Linked DNA regions of Mus musculus: region 2 is linked to region 1. The links are chromatin contacts, called in public promoter capture Hi-C maps. All regions are on one chromosome and are shown on one strand. Each heading gives the region's core, a stretch centred on a gene start, on an enhancer-like site or on the middle of the called end of the contact. The rest is flanking DNA. Distances are from core to core; before and after follow the strand shown. Region 1 holds the start of Ccnd2 (cyclin D2). Region 2 holds the start of Ndufa9 (NADH:ubiquinone oxidoreductase subunit A9).

The links. Capture Hi-C pulls out chosen DNA fragments and counts their contacts.
Region 2: a promoter capture Hi-C map of adipose tissue shows a contact between it and region 1. The contact joins the promoter of Ndufa9 here to the promoter of Ccnd2 in region 1. A contact is called at or near these places in 3 of 39 promoter capture datasets (the HPC-7 cell line, liver and pre-B cells), 1 of 484 Hi-C or Micro-C datasets (CD8 T cells), 2 of 115 datasets of contacts at active chromatin or transcription factors (memory CD8 T cells and pancreatic cancer cells) and 3 of 9 other capture datasets (adipose tissue, liver and pancreatic islet).

What each region holds. Positions count from the first base shown.
Region 1 is chr6:127,149,527-127,152,433 of GRCm38.p6, reverse strand. Ccnd2 (cyclin D2) reads left to right here and starts at 1,386. Exons shown (of 5, transcript NM_009829.3): 1 at 1,386-1,852. The coding sequence starts at 1,661. It overlaps 9330179D12Rik (RIKEN cDNA 9330179D12 gene), which reads right to left. Exons shown (of 3, transcript NR_040274.1): 1 at 2,871-2,907.
Region 2 is chr6:126,847,859-126,850,649 of GRCm38.p6, reverse strand. It overlaps Ndufa9 (NADH:ubiquinone oxidoreductase subunit A9), which reads left to right and starts at 1,506. Exons shown (of 11, transcript NM_025358.3): 1 at 1,506-1,586. The coding sequence starts at 1,538.

The DNA.
Region 1 (2,907 bases), core at 137-2,636:
CGGGCCTTTCCGAGAGCCCACGGGTGGTGCTCCCACAGCGTGCCACCCCCTCCCCCCCCCAGCCTCAGCCTCCGCTAGCCTTAAGCGTCCCTGATCATCCCCCCTTCTTAAGGAAGGAGGGACTCAGTGCCCCCCCCCGTGTGCCCAGAGAGGTGCAACCCACGCCATGCTATCTGCACGTGCCAGCGTGGCCACCATGCGGGGGCCAGTGGTTCCTCGCCCCTTCCTCCCTCCTTTAATATAGTTAAAGGCAGGGTGGGAGCAGGAAGGAGGTGAGGAAACGCCAACGTGTCCCCCTCTACCAACAGCCTTGACCACAGGATGCTTTAGAGCACATGTCAGAGCCGACCCCAAAATCCTGGCGGAAGGATGAGGCGCGAGACCCCACGGGGTCGGGGATTGAGGGGTGCAGGACTCAGGAGCCCCCGGGGAAAGGAAGGGTGGCCTTGCTGGCGCAGGGAGAGCCAAACCTAAACCCTCCCTCTCCCCCTCCCTGGCCCCTCCCGAGCCATTTCCTAGAAAGCTGTATCAATGTGGCCACGCTCCGCGCAGACACCTAGGGCGGCTTGTCAGCAGATGCAGGGGCGAGGAAGCGGGTTTTTCCTGCGTGGCCGAGGCCCGCGGAGGAACCGCTGCTAGCCCTGCCCCCGGTCTGGGGCCGCTCTGAGAGGCTGGCCGCGTTGCCCAATGGCGCCCCCAAGAACAGAAAGGTTTCTGCAGGAGGGTCATATTCTACTAGGCTTAAGAAGCACCCCTTTCTCCAACATCCACCCCTTCCTCCTCTTCCTCTCCACGCACGTGGCTCGGGGCGGACAACAGCTTGAAAGTTATCAGGAGTCTAAGCTTGAGGGGCATAACCTTTATCCCTGGTTTGGCGAGGTTGCAATTTTCTCAAATAAGCCTTTCCTTGTTCCTCATTTAGGGGTCTACTTCTAAGTTATCTGAACTCATCCACATGGTAAATCTATCTACCTGAATCTTGAATAATGGGCTGTTTTTCTGATCACATTGCAAGCCTCCGAAGTTAGAGAGCACACACGTACACACCCTTTATGCCCCCATGGTATGCCTACAGAATGTCAGAAAGGATAATCAATAGGAATCCATGGGGTTTGTGGGTTCCCCTATCCGAGGCCCCTAGCATGCGGGGCTGGATGGGGAGAGGGCCTCGGAGAAGTAGGGAGAGGGGTTGGGGGTGGGGAGCGGGGATCGTGTTTGAAGTTTGGTCAGGCCAGCTGCTGTGCTCCTTAATAACAAGAGGGAAGGGGGGGGGGAGAGGGAGGGAAAGATTGAAAGGAGGGGAGGGACGCTAGAGGAGGGGAGGAAAGGGGGAGGAGGAACCTGAGAGGGGGAGGAGATCTAACTGCCCTTCCAGCTTGCGTCACTGCCTGAGCGAGAGAGGAGAGCGAGCTGAGGAGAGCCGGGCAGTTCGGAGGGAAGGACCGGTGCGAGTCAGGCGGCCCTTGAGGCTCCGCTCGCCCACCTTCCACTCTTCTCTCTCTCTCTCCCTCTCTCTCTTTGCCATTTCTTTCCTCTCCCAAATCTCCCATTCAGCCAAAGGAAGGAGGTAAGGGAAGCACTCCCCGACCCCCCCGCACCTCCAAAAAATAATAATAATAAAAAAAATTTACAGTCGGGACCGAGTGGTGGCCGGCTGGCTATGGAGCTGCTGTGCTGCGAGGTGGACCCGGTCCGCAGGGCCGTGCCGGACCGCAACCTGCTGGAAGACCGCGTTCTGCAGAACCTGTTGACCATCGAGGAGCGCTACCTCCCGCAGTGTTCCTATTTCAAGTGCGTGCAGAAGGACATCCAACCGTACATGCGCAGGATGGTGGCCACCTGGATGCTAGAGGTAGGTGTGCGGGCGACGCTCTCAGGGAGAGGCAAGCCCAGCCGCTCCATCCCTACCTCCAACACGCAGAGATCCTAAAAACTGCGGGAGAACTACCCCTGCGCTGGCCTCCCCCGCTCGTGCGCGAGGTAGCCCCGCACCCTTGGGCGAGACGCTAATTCTGTCCCTTGCTAGATTAACTAGTGGAGGAAAACTTGGGTGAGTGAGGATGTCCTCCCCCCCCCGGGGGGTTGGCATCCCGCGCGTGTGCCTGCATGTGGCTTCCTCGTCTTCCCATCTCCATTTCTGACCTGTGGTGTGGAAGCAACCCCGGCTGCCTTCAGTGAGGCCCCAGAGGGTGTTGCGACCTAACAATCCATACCAACATATAAAGAGCCCCCCCCCGCCCCCGACTCTCAGGGTTGGGGCAAACCGTCTGAGCCTTAGGACTCCGCGTTGGCACTTTGGCAGGAGGTGGGGGTGGGGGAGAAACAGGGAATTCAGGAGAGCCCCGGAAGTCATACTGAAAAAAACGTGCGTTTAGGGCAATCTGAAAGAACCGCTGCTTTAGCCTTGCTTGCAATCTTTGCCGAGAGAGCAGGGTGCCCACGTATGCACAGCTCTGGACCTGCCGTGGTTTCGCCATGTTGCTTTGCAAACTCCATTTACAAGGACTGGCAACATTCGCCGGCGCCCCCACCCCCTCTCAGCACCCCATGATCCTGGGCACCCTCTTTCTGATCGTGCCCTCTTCCCCAGCCCTCGGTTCACCAAGGTTACTTACAGTTTGGCTGCTTCTTGAGCGCGCAGATTTGGGTGGGGTAGGAAGCGGGGGAGGAGGTGTGTAGAGCAGGCTAGGGGGCACCCCCAAATGAGAGGTCAGAGTCCCGCATGCCTCCTGGAGGGGGGTTCCCTGGTTTCGTCTCACCCAACCCCCAGCAGGCACAGCCTTCCTAGCTACTGCCCTTGTGGGCCGCAGCCGAACACTCCGCAAGTTTCCCCCACTGAGATCTAGAGCCCCTGGGGTGGAGATACCGACCTTACGGACACCCGAAACCTCTTTTCCAGGGAGCCTG
Region 2 (2,791 bases), core at 257-2,756, 300 kb after region 1:
GGGTAGGATCTTCGTGAGGGGGAACTGGGAGGAGAAAGGGGAGGGGACTGACATTGGGATGTAAAGTGAATAAATATATTAAAATGTTTTCAGGTGATGGTCACAAAGACGATAGGGCACACACAAAGGTGGATAATAAATGGCTATTTAGAGGGCTAAGGATAGCCCAGGGTAATCTTGGATCTGCAACACTCCTTTCTCTATTATTATTATTACAGTTTTAATCAATTAATCAGCCTTTCTAGAAAGTTCAGAACTTGCAGCTTCTTTCTGGGAACTTCAGTTTGCAAGCCCATGTCTTTTACTCAGGTATAGCTAGAGGATGACTGGAATCAAGTTTTTTAATTTTTTAAAATTTGAGACAAGGTCACCTAGGCTGGCCTGGATCTCCCTATCCTCCTGTCCCTGCCTTCCAAGAGCTGGGATTATAGGCAGGGACCACCAGAGCCTGAAAAAAGATTTTTAAATGCAAGTGGTTCTATTTTCTCAGAACATCCCGAGGCTCCAGGTAAATCTTTGCAGAACAACACAGATTTTCAAAGAGGCCCAGTTTTTAAAAAAGCTGCTCTGGGTAAAGCCAGCAGTTTTTCCATAAGAAAAATATGTTGAATGTCAAGCATAGCATGCGATTTTATATCACATTTCAGGTGATTCACGTTTCAAAACCATTTATAAATCTCTGGATCAGCCCAGGGTGGTGACTCCTACCTGAAGCAGAGAGCTGTACCACAAGTTCGAAGCCAACTAGGACTTCAAAGGGAGACCCTGTCTCAAAAATTCCAAAAATAGAACTTCTCGTTTCATAATTCAGTTAGTGATGAGTGTGCTTCAATAAACAAAATTCACGACCGAACAAACACATAAACCCCAGCCAATCAAATTCACGACACAGAGACTGATCACCGCGTTGGAAAAGGTGATCAGAAGTCCCTGGTGAGGTCATCTATGAGTGGAATTGAATTGGTGCAGACATCTAAGTATGCATTCTATGAAAGGGGACAGTGAACACTAACGCCCTGCAAAAGGATGTTCCTGGCGGCGTTGGCGTGCGAGGGGCTTAGGGTGGGGGCGCCTCTGCATTTCTATTTAACTCCCCCACTTGTACACTGTACGCAGACCCTATTACACCTTTTTCCTCCGTGCAACTCCTTGAGTGCAGGGGCACCCTTCCTTCTTACCCCTGCAGAGCTGTCTGACTCTTTTTGGTAATTAGCCCATAGAAAAAGGGTCTTTGAAAGCTGGCCATTTTGCATGCCCTTGAGTCAGTCCTTGGTTAACTCTGAAATGCAGATTCCCCGGAAATATCAGGTGGTCTTCACAACCCATTCCAAAACCGGGACTGTATTTTCCCCTGCCTTCTCCTCCTCTTTTTCTTTTTCTCTCCTCTGCTTTTACTCCCAGGCTCTCTTATCAACCATCAACCTGCCACTTCCGTTCCCAGTTGGCGTTTGCGCAGAGAGGTCCTTGAGATACCATTTGACCCCGCGTTGTTGCCGTAGTTGGCGGAAGCACCGGCCGTGAGGCATTGTGGGAGAAGATGGCGGCCGCCGTCCGCTTTCGGGTTGTTAGAGCGCTTCCAATGTCACGTAAGTGTCACCGGGGACCGGGTCTTGGGGTTGCATTCGGCGACGGGAACATGACCTTTCTTCCTCATACTCTTGGCTCATGTGTGAAACTGCACTCGGCAAGGGGACGGAGAGCTGGAGGAGCTGGGAGGGACGAGGAGAACCCGGACACTGACAGGTTCGAGATAGTGCGTGGATTGTGGGGAAGGTTGCGGTCCAAGAGAGTACTTATCCAGGGGAAAGGGGGCTTGGACGGCAGGACATCGATTGACTTCATGGTGGTGATCGCACTGGAAATCAGAATCCGCGCCACAGATGTCAGGTTGTGGCGGTAGGGACTGCAGCAGCGAGAGATGGTTGTGGAGAGTCGGGAGCTGGGTGGAAAGAAAAGTGAAGGACCGCTTAGAATTTGTCAGCGTTGTTTATTTACTCTTCTGTCGTGATTGAATGTGTTCACAGCCCTCAAATCGAAACCATGCATTTGCACCTGCAGATCAAGGGAGGCAAAGCATTCAGTCGTTACAGTTCACGGCCCTTCCACTCTCCACGCCACAAACATGCCCGCTTCACTTACAGTTTTCCATAGTGTGTTTTTAAAAAACTCGTTACAGAATGTCAAGTCATTCTCAAAATCGCTTCATGTCAGACCACGTAGAAGAGCTTTTGTTCTTAGGGTAGTGGGAGCAGGAAATTCCAACAGACGCTAAGCTGGGGTCAGATGTCCTTATGCCATTGCTAAAGCCATCACCACTTCTTTGCCATGTCCATTGCTTCTTTCTTCATGTCCCCAACTGAGCCCACACTACTGAAAGTAGACAAAACATGGCCATTCCCAAGAAGTTTTTTATTAGGCCCTCTGCCACACTACAGGGAAAAACAGCACAGAAGAGGGTCTCCCGGGAGACTCGCTAGATAGGCAGAGAAGGGATATTTGGAGCAATCACAGCCTATCCTCTTTAGTACCAGTCACAGTTGGCCCTCTGTGCATGTTCTCTAACCTCAGAAATGAGTACAGGGTCATCTAGAATTGGGTTGTAACAGCATAAAAATCTGGGACAAACTGTTTGAGGTGACCTGGCCGAGGAGGGGCTTTCAGGAGTCAGGGCTGCTTGGTTCATGTAGTTTCCCCAAGGCATCCATGTGATTGATATTCAGGGTTTCTGGTGCTGCCATTAGGGCTGATTGATAGTCTTCTGCTCAGATAATCAGAATAGCAAGAGATAGTC